Regions from separate parts of the Gossypium hirsutum genome. Here region 1 is linked to region 2. Evidence: chromatin contacts called from public Hi-C data. All regions are on one chromosome and are shown on one strand. The core of a region is the stretch at or near the end of the contact, and the rest is flanking DNA. Distances in the headings are between cores, read along the strand shown.

Region 1 (4,940 bases), core at 1,636-4,135, 190 kb before region 2:
CAGTGAAAGTAAGAAGCCGTTAATATAACATACTTGAGCTGAGATTTCCTCGGCGGCGAATTGTTTACCAATGGCAGGACAATCAAGCTTAACATTCCCATTATCATCTCTAATAACCTTATAAGAAACCTGTTTCGATTCCTCATCCACTTCCGACATCTTCCTTCCAATAAACCTTTTCACAGAGAAAAACGTGTTCTCAGGGTTCACAACGGCTTGTCGTTTCGCTATCTGCCCTACTAACCTATCCCCAGTCTTCGTATACGCCACCACGGACGGCGTCGTCCTCTGCCCTTCAGCATTCGTTACAATAGTGGGCTTCCCTCCTTCCATGGCCGCCACCGCCGAGTTAGTAGTCCCGAGATCGATTCCGACCACTTTCTCGTTCACAACTCTCACTGGCCCAACGCTGTAGCGTTTACCGTTGTTGTTGGTCTTAGCGAGTCGTAGGAAAGCGGCGTTCAACGGCGACGTTTTGTGCAGTCTTTGGCCCAAGAAAACCGTTCTGGGTGAATGGTGGTTGGGTTTTCTTGAAGAAGCGAAACCAATACCACCAAGGACATGGATTTGGGCAGTTGAGGAAGCCATTTCTTTTTTTTCTTTTTTTTTTCAGATGTAACTAATTAAAATAGCAATCAAAAGAAGAAGGAATTGAAAGTGGATAAACTGAGAAGAACCCAAAATTCCCAGAGAGACAGAGTTTGAAATGGGTAGAAAGCAAAGGCAACAAAAGCTGAGTTGGGTTTGGGGTTGGGAAGAACTAAGAAGATAAGAGAGGCGGAGAAGGTTAGAGAAGAGATTCCAGAATGATCTCAAGAGTTGGGTTTTGAGGACCATTCGATTTGATAATTTGTCACTGTTTGGATGCCAAGAAAGATCCAGTCAGGTGTTAGGAACTTTGGGCTGAACAAAGCCCCAAAAGCCCAAGAAAAAAGTTCCCAATGTTTTACCTTTTAATTATTTTTAATGAAAAATACTTAATTTAATTTTTTGAATAAAACTATATCTGTCTATCTATGTGATTTGATTAAGCTGGAACTCATCAACCAATTTAAAAAGTAATTTAAACCGATAAATCAAACAATTTTAAAAAGCTAAAAAGTAAAATTATATCTTACAAATTTATTAAAAATTTTAATTTTAGTTTAAAATTACAGATTCCATTTTTTTTAAAAATTAATACAATTATAATATGAATTTTAATTTTATATTAATATTTATATTAACAGTAAATAAATACAATTTCATTAATATTAAAATTAAATAAAATAAATACACTTTCATATTCTTCACAACTCTTCACTTTCAGCAGTTCAAAAGTCAAAGTCAGAATTGAATCAAGAGCTAAGATTGAAATCATGCATTCTAGTTTTAGACTGCTGCTGCAATTTTGTTATATCTCAATTTGCAGCAGCACGAGAGAGGGACGGTGGTGGGGGGAAGTAGGGGGAGGGAGACTGACGGGGTTGGGGAATTTTTATTTTATTTAATATTAATGTAATTATCTTTATTTACTATTAATTTATCTGTTTGAGATTATTTTAAATTTAATCTGTTTGAGATATTTAATTTTTTTTTTAAAATAATTTGATTAAATTTAAAAGCTATGATAAAGGTATACATTATTTATCTTAACATTGTATTATTTAATTTAAATTTAAAATAATTGGATATATAAATTTGTTAAAATAAAAAATTATCACAACTATTGTATACAATCTATCTCAATTTATTTTTTTAGCATTTTTACGTTATTACTTTTAATTGTTTTTTCAGCATTTTTTAAGCAAATTATTGAAATTCACCTAATTAAAATAATGTTTTTTTTTAACTTTTGCCACTTTAATTTTTTTTATCAATTTAATCATTAAAATATTTTTTAAAATAATCACTCAGCCACGTCAGCAATTTTATATTTTGTTGTAAAATTTACAAAATGGAATATTCTTTTTTTAGTCACTTTAAGAATTACAAACTTTTTAATCTAACACCCACCATCAGTAAACAACCGACCGTCATCATCATCGGTGGCCGGCGTCCAGGTCATCCTCCAATTAGCCAACTTAGCCAAACGGAAACCAACTGCAATTAATTTGCATGAATCTTGCCAACAAATTACTACAGCTGATGCATTTGTGGAAGTTAAAAATTCGATAAAGAAACATCAAAGAACTGACCACTGATTGAGAACTTGAGGCTGATCTGGTCAGAAATGTTTGAATTTGGATCATCAATTTCCATCCCCGCTGCTTCGTTAACCTTTGCCATAATACCTTCAAAAAAGAAAAAACCAATAAGATTGCATGTGACAACGAAAATGACAGAAGTTTTTGACAGAAAAAATTCAACCAAAAAATATAAAGGCATTTAACCGGTGAGCAAACAGAGTGTAGAGATCTAGACATTTTGACAGTACCGAAGGCGTTACCTTTGGATTAATCTAGTGGTAATGAAGAAAGCGCCGCAAATCTCGATTTCGTAGGCCTAGGCTGTTTTTTGCTGGACCTTTAATTTGTTGCCGGAAGTTTCCGCCAACGGAGGATTTGAATCTCGTTGATGTTTTGGTTTGTGGAGATGGTGGTGATATGGGGGAGGTGACAAAGTCGTTTACATGAAACGGAGGCGGGAAAGACCGTCGAAGAATCCAGCGAGAATCATGTCTTCGTTAGCGCCGGTGCCGGTGTCGGTACCTCGGAGGAAGAAGGACGAAGAAGATGTTGCTTTATATGCTTGGATGGCAGGAATCTTGTGCTTTGTGATCGCCAGTGAGTTTCGAAATTTTTTATTGGTTGATCCAAAAATGTAATGAAATGAAAAGAAATTTTTAGTTAATTGTCCAATAATAAGCTGAAAGATATTGTTTGAGTGGAGTTGAGAGTTTTGCCAAGTTAAAGCTGAAATTTAAGTGACGTTTGCCTCTATTAAGCTTGTCTGATTCCAAAATAATTGCGGTTGATTACGGGATAGTTTGGTATTGTTTTTTTAAGGTAAATTTATTGATTTATTCAATAAATGGAATCATATAATTTTTTTAAAAAATAGTAAATACTCGTAGTAGATAATGAAGGATAAGCTCTATCAACACAACAAAGGTTTTAACCTCAGCGCATCAATAGAATATTATGACATGTTGACAATTAACTTTGTCACAACTCAAGCACGACATATTTAGAGTGATTGCAAGCACTTAATACGATAAGGAAATTAGTCCCGAATGGTCTAAAGCGGAAAGTAAAAATCGACAAAAGAATCGAGCATTCACCAAACTAAAGAGGACAACAACAAAATTATCCCTAAAATCACTTGTAAAATTGAGATTGCATGCATAAACAAGACTAAAAAACATGCTACAAGAGCAGACAAAAACTTCTAAAACTGAAGACTTCTTAAACAATAGAAAAACAAACAAAAAAATATAAAACTTAAGATAACACGAGTCTAAATCAACACATGAAATCATTTATTATTTTGAAATGGTCTCAAAACAAAAACAGATTAAGAAGTTAACTACCCACTTTCCAAGAAAAACTATTGGTCGCTAGTGGAGTTTTAGCGAATGATAGGCACCATCATCTGTACATCATAACTTGTGAAGAAACAAAGATAACCACAAAATAGATCTACAAATTGAAAAGAGAGAAGACAGGTAAAAACTCGTTTTTCAGAAGTGTTGGAAACGGTAGTTTCAGGGCCACAAATCTGACGAGTGAGTCCGTAGATATTATTATTTAATAGTTACGAGTCAAGTATAGAATTACATTGAAATTTGATTTAATGATTTTTGTTAATTGAACGAATTATTAGGTTCAAGTGGTATGTCTCTAAAGTCAAGTGATTTTAGAAAATAAGATATCGGACCTCATTTCTATAAACCAAGCCCGTCAATATTTTATTAGATATGTACGAAGTGTTATTAAGGTTATATTAAAATTTAATTAAGAAATTTTAATGTTTAGATAATTAATTAATTAAAAAGAATTAAATTGTAAAAAATATAAAATTTAATCACTATTGAATTATAATAATTAGATGACTTAATTATTAAATGAGGGAGGACTGTTATGACAATTATACCATGTTATAACTTAATGGACGGTTGTAGGTTGGTGTTTTGGTTTAATTGAATGTTTTACTAAAAGGCTAAATTTAGTAATTAAGTCTAAGTAAAATAAAAATAAAACAACATCATCTTCGTAAAGAGACTTGGCTGAGGAATTTGAAGATGAATAACACAATTTTTTTTAAAGCTTAAGGTTCGCCCATCATTAGTTTCTTGCAGGTGAGTTTCGTTTAAACTCGTTTCTTATATTTTTTTTATATTTTTTAGATTGTTGCAATTAGGTCTAGTTAACTTATATTTTTTGTTTTCAAAACTTTAAAGATTTTAGATTTTTCCTTTAATGAATCTAAGTTATTCTTGATGTTAAATAATGAATTTGTAATCTTGATTGTTGTTTAGGATTATTTTGTAAAGTAATTTTAGTTAGTTTTTAGTTTAATGACTAATTTGATAAAATATTAAAATTTACATGGAATTCTTGTGATATTTGAATAATTGTGGACTGCATAAGTATAGAAAGAAATTCGGCTAGCATGAGAAATTGTGAAATTTTGATAAATCTAGAATTTTGGGTTTGGGGACTAAATTGTGATAAATGTAAAAGTTTAAGGAAAATGTGTAAATAATAAAAACTTAAGTTCATATGCATAAAAATGAGTTGGAATATGTGTTTGAATTTGAATTTGATAAATTGAATTTAATCATTATAGATTAAGAAACGAACCAATTGGATTTAAATTGATGAAAAGCTAAAGTTTTGCACTAGTCATTGGCTTTGTTTTTGCAACCATTTAATCGAAGTAAGTTTATATAATAATTTAATATATCACTAGTTGATTTACGTATTTGTTAACAAATAATTATGTTATGTATAATGTAT
Region 2 (5,162 bases), core at 1,393-3,892:
TTGTAGCAGAAGCATGATGATTCCTTAAAGTTGGTTCTGGTCGAGGACGGACGACCTTAGGTGGAGCAGCTCTTGGAGAAGCAGCTCGTGGAGGGGAAACGGTTCTTGGAGAAGCAGCCCTCGGGGAAGCAATCCTAGGAGAGGCAATCCTCTGTGAAGGAACTCTAGGAGAAGCATCTTTATGAGGCACAAAAGGTGGTGTCGCTGGCTGCTCTGGAGGTGTTGGAGGCCTGAATACTAGTTTATGCTCTCTTTCAGCCTCCCCAAGAATTTTCTCAATACTGCTGGGCTCTCTAAAGAGGGGAATAAAGGAATTGGTTTCTCCATGCCTTAATTTTCCTAGGCCTTTCTTCTTCTTTTCTTTACCACTTCGTTTATCCGATTCCTGAGGGATTTAACCATAGAAAAACAGAAGGCGTCTTCTCAATAACATTTAGGCAGAAAAAAGTTCATGCTTTACAAGAACTAAATCCAGAGTGCTTCTTACGATGCATGAGATACATTTGATCTATGAAACAAACACATTGACTTCAAGAGCTGACTATGCAACAAAAATGTCTTCAATCAGAAATTTCACTCTCCAAAGGCAACTAATTCTACCCATTTCTATTTTGACATCTTTCCAATGCCGGGTTCTTTTGTTTACCTAATCAGCAATCACAACTATCTGCTGGATGTTTGAACCTTATACACAAAATGTAAGTTTTTCTCTAACAAAAATATAAGATAGATAATGAAATTAAACAATAAAAAACATCTACAATTAGTACGTTCTTTTCATATAGTTAATCAAAACCATAGACAAAGTAGCGAAGTCCATATGCACCTAGTTAAAAATATGAACTTACATTACTTAGCTTTTCCTTGGAGTGTGGTATGAAAACCCTTTTAATTGCAGAAAACCAACTTCCTTTCTTTCCCATACTGCCAGCATTACTTTGTTGGTCTAAGCATGTGAAGAAACAGAATAACCAAAAAAAGCCAGCAAAAATCCACTCGTGCAAGGGCCAAAACGACGGTCCTATCTGGAGTCGTAAAGAGATGCATAAGATCTAATGTAATTACAGTGCTATACAGCATAGTGTCTATCATGAAAGATAAGGATGAAAAACAATGCATTAATCAAAACATTTACTGTTTCATGCAGATTCTAAAATTCAAGTTTTCAACCATGAAATCTGATTAAACTGCTTGATAAGCGTTATGACTTGGAAACTTTTCAGGCTTTTCATGATGCAAAAGTTCTTAAATAAAGAACAAATGTTACGACATGGAAACTTTTGTAAACACAATAGTATTAGATTGATTATTCATAAGGATAAGGTCCCAAAACTACTCATTAAAAGAGAATTAAAACTACTCACAAAGGAGGCTATAGGCCTGAAACTAAGGTCTTCCACCACCATGAATGAATCAAACAAAAAGCAAAATGAAAAGAACAGATGACACGAGAAGAAACAGGGGAATTTTGGTATGGTGATTCAGCATTCGGTGTAAGTTGAACCAAAAACAGCTTCCAGATTCTCACAGATATAACTAAATTGGGTTTAACCCACAAGTTTGTTTCTTATGGTTCCAAGTTAAGCTCAAAACATTTCAGTCCAAGTATAGAAACCCTTGCAGACATATACAAGCAGGCATAAAAGTCCATTTGTTTTGTTAATCACCATGAAAGATAGTTTTGTCACTTTTTATATAATTAAAATAATAGTACAGAAATCCTTGACAATCAGCATAAACTTCCTCTCCGCAGAAATTTTTCCTTCTGGGAAGCTTGAGTGCTCCTAGTAGAAACCCCCCAAAGAAAGTTCACCATAAATACTCAAAATGCTAGAGATTTTTTATTTTCAGAAACTCCTGGTTTTGAGAACATATAATACTTGCCATGGAAGGGGGGGGGGATCTGTGTTTTTTAAAGCTTAAAAGACAACTATTAATTCTCCAACAAAACTTCTGACACTCGTACAGAAAAGATCCAAAGACAGGAAAATTTTAATACTAAAAGTTTACTACCTTAAAGAAAAGCTCACTTTTTGAAAATTATAGTTTTCTACTCCTTCCCCAAGAACATAATTGACAAAAACCCAAAATTTTATATAAACAAAAATGCTAAAAAAAAATAAAATAAAACAAAACATACGTGTAATGTACCTTTAAGAGAGAGCTTCAAACTTCCAAATTCTGCAAGAACCCTTCAAAAAGCTAAGTTATGAGAAGCTAGAAAAAGAAGAACAGCAGCAAACAGCCATATCTAGCCTCCTCCATCTATCCCATACAACATTGTTGTTTCAAATAATCTTTTTCTTGGTCCTAGCCTTTTTATCTAACACATGGGGGAGAGTTTCTATTTTGTTTCTTTCTACTTACTATTGTAATGTTTCTTACCTTTCGAAACACAAATTCTTTAACCTTTTTTGTTTCCCTTGGGTGGGTATGAAATTGTCCAACTTTTTCATTTTTTTTTCTTTTGCCACCTTTTTTTAACTTTTGGTGGATGTGTACATGTTTTTAAAAGAAAGAAATCATCAAAGGGGTTGCTGCAGTTGATGATGATGATCACATTCATATCAGAAAACGAGTATAAGAAAGGGAAGGGTTGAGAGAAAAAGGGTTGCCCACTTTTTCACTCAATGTGCCAAACTTCAACAACCTTTACTTGAATAGGAAGACTATTTGGACAGCAACCATGCCCACTCACTGATTTAAACGGTTAGGTTTGGTACTCTTTCAATTCTTTTTTTTTCTTAACCATTAATGTTGTAAATATAAATTTTATATTAAAATGTATTTCACATACCAGACATGCTTCGAGTGTGAACTATCTGTCTGGTCTGATAGGTTTGACCTTCAAGGAGAAACACGAATATTTTTTGAGTTTCTGTCTGAGATTCGCAACCATGGATACCTCCGCTTGACCGAGTCTCAAGCCTTGGAGAAAATGGTCAAATGATAAATGCCATTTTATCTTACCAATATTCTTTTAAGTCCCTTTTTTACTCATACCTACCTCATTTATTGACCTGGTTTCTATTTTATCACTACTTTGATTTTCTTTTAAGCTCAAACAGACAGTAATAAAGAATGTTTTCTTCTGATTAATGAATCTTATTTTTGGATATTATTTAGTTTTCTAGATTTTATGAAAAACCAAATTTATTTTGGTAATAATAATGATCCAGCACTACTGTAAAGGAAACTTGGCAGTCCACAACTATCTCAAGTTACCTTAGTCTTAGGTAAAGTGATATTAATAATATTATCAATGGCATTGGGAACGTGCATTAGAGGAGGAGCGTGTTCAACACTTGCTATTTATTGCAGTGGAGCTACAAATAGTAAACCTACTCGAGCATTAACTTTTGTCTTGTAATAAAATGAATAAAACTGATAATGTGGGGGTGATCCTCATACAAGAGGATGTGGGACCACAGACACCCAAGTTTGGAATCAGGAAAAAGTTTTAAAGAGTTTGAAATTAAATTATAATATTTTAAAATTTATATTTTTATAATTTTTAAAGGATTAAAGTAAAAAGAATTTATTTTTAGAGTTAATTTAAATGAAAAATTTTGTGTTTGGGACATGTGATCTCAGCCATTGGATCAGCATAAGGATGTGATTGATCTCTGCAAAGTTTGTTGCAGTAAAAGAAAAAAAAATAATGCATCATTCTTTTCTGGCTCTAAGTCAGCGCGTGCGTGTTGAGTTGCAAAACAACTTCTGGGGTTAAGTAGTAGAAAGGGTATGTAAAACTTATATAAATGAATTTTTTTTTAAAAAAAATTCTCAAATAATTCATTAATAGTAAGCAGGTTGGAATTTAAATTTTTAGATTGTTGGAATTAATATATAATATAAATGGAAATTTCACTTCATATTTAATAAATATAAAGTAAGATGTTGTAATTCATTTTAAAATTGAAGCTTCTTTTGCAAATAATATGAGGGTAAATTTTGGTGGTATTTTGATATCAGAGGTTGAAATCCATATAATAAGAGAAAATGAAAATACAATTATTTGTCCTCGATTTATAAAATTAGAGAAGGGAAAGTGGTTGTTGCAGGAAAGCATTGTGGTGCATAGCTCACAAAGATTGGTAAGTGTGATATAGATGAAATAACTACTATCCTTTATTTATAAGTTCAGCATATGGTTTTTTGTTTACACTTTAGAGTGCCGTCTAAGCAACTTGATTGTACGGATTTTGTTACTTGTTTGATTTACCACTCCAAATTTTCTTTTTAATAACAACGTGTTGAATACGTTATTTATTTATGGGATAAATTATTTTTTTAAATTTTCGTAACGGGGTTTAAAATTTATTTATTCAAGTTAAGTTTTGAACTTGATTTTTTTTTTACATTGGACCTCAACTTTTTTTTTCAAGTTTGATCTTAAACTTTATATTTGTTCTCACATTGGCATTTAAAACTTTATTTTTTATCTAAGTTAGTCTTTAATAGTTCTTTGAAAATTCTAAAGTTCAGGTTTTAATGTGGAAACAATTGTCAAGTTCAGATCCTAATATGAGAATAATTGACAAGTTTAAGAACTAACTTAGACAAAAAAACAATTCAAACCCCAATATGAAAATAGTTGCGTAGTTCATATCCTAATGTTTGAACAATTATCAAATTCAAGACTTAACTTTGACACAAACAAAAAAGTTGAAATTCCAATTAAGAATAACTACCAAATTTTGGCCCAAATAATGATTTAACCCTTTATTTATTTTTCTTTTAGGACTATATTATCCTTTAAAATCTTACCTTTATTCTTTATTTACTCTACATTCTCGTTTTTTTTTGGAGTACTTTTTTTTTAGTGAATCGTCCTCTTCTTTGTCTGGTAATTCTATTTTTTTAACATCAACATTCAAATTGAAACACTCATATAATTTATTCCAAGCATTTTATAGGTCTATTCAAAATCATTTAAAATTTAATGTGATTTAAAATACAATGAAGTGTTTAATAGTAACGATAAATAGAGTTGACAAAATAGACTCGAGCTAGAAAATTTGCTTGTGTCAATCCGAGCTCGTAAAGATCTAAATTTGAGAAAATTTAACCCATAATTATCCAAGCTCAAGAAATCCAAACCCCAAAATATTTGTGTCCGATAAAAATTTGAGCCCAATAAAGCTCAAGCTTAAAGAATC

What was found. A called contact is a pair of places that touch in the nucleus more often than the background predicts.
Region 1: a Hi-C map of petal shows a contact between it and region 2, with 2.8 times the contacts expected there. The contact joins the promoter of LOC107896771 here to the promoter of LOC107896784 in region 2. A contact is called at or near these places in 2 of 34 Hi-C or Micro-C datasets (leaf and petal).

The regions. Positions count from the first base shown.
Region 1 is chrA10:81,965,412-81,970,351 of Gossypium_hirsutum_v2.1, reverse strand. LOC107896771 (stromal 70 kDa heat shock-related protein, chloroplastic) reads right to left here and starts at 2,885. Exons shown (of 10, transcript XM_016822038.2): 1 at 2,429-2,885; 2 at 2,178-2,273; 3 at 34-2,082. The coding sequence starts at 588.
Region 2 is chrA10:81,778,466-81,783,627 of Gossypium_hirsutum_v2.1, reverse strand. LOC107896784 (protein IQ-DOMAIN 14) reads right to left here and starts at 2,642. Exons shown (of 7, transcript XM_041078886.1): 1 at 2,386-2,642; 2 at 2,152-2,181; 3 at 849-1,025; 4 at 1-385. The coding sequence starts at 923.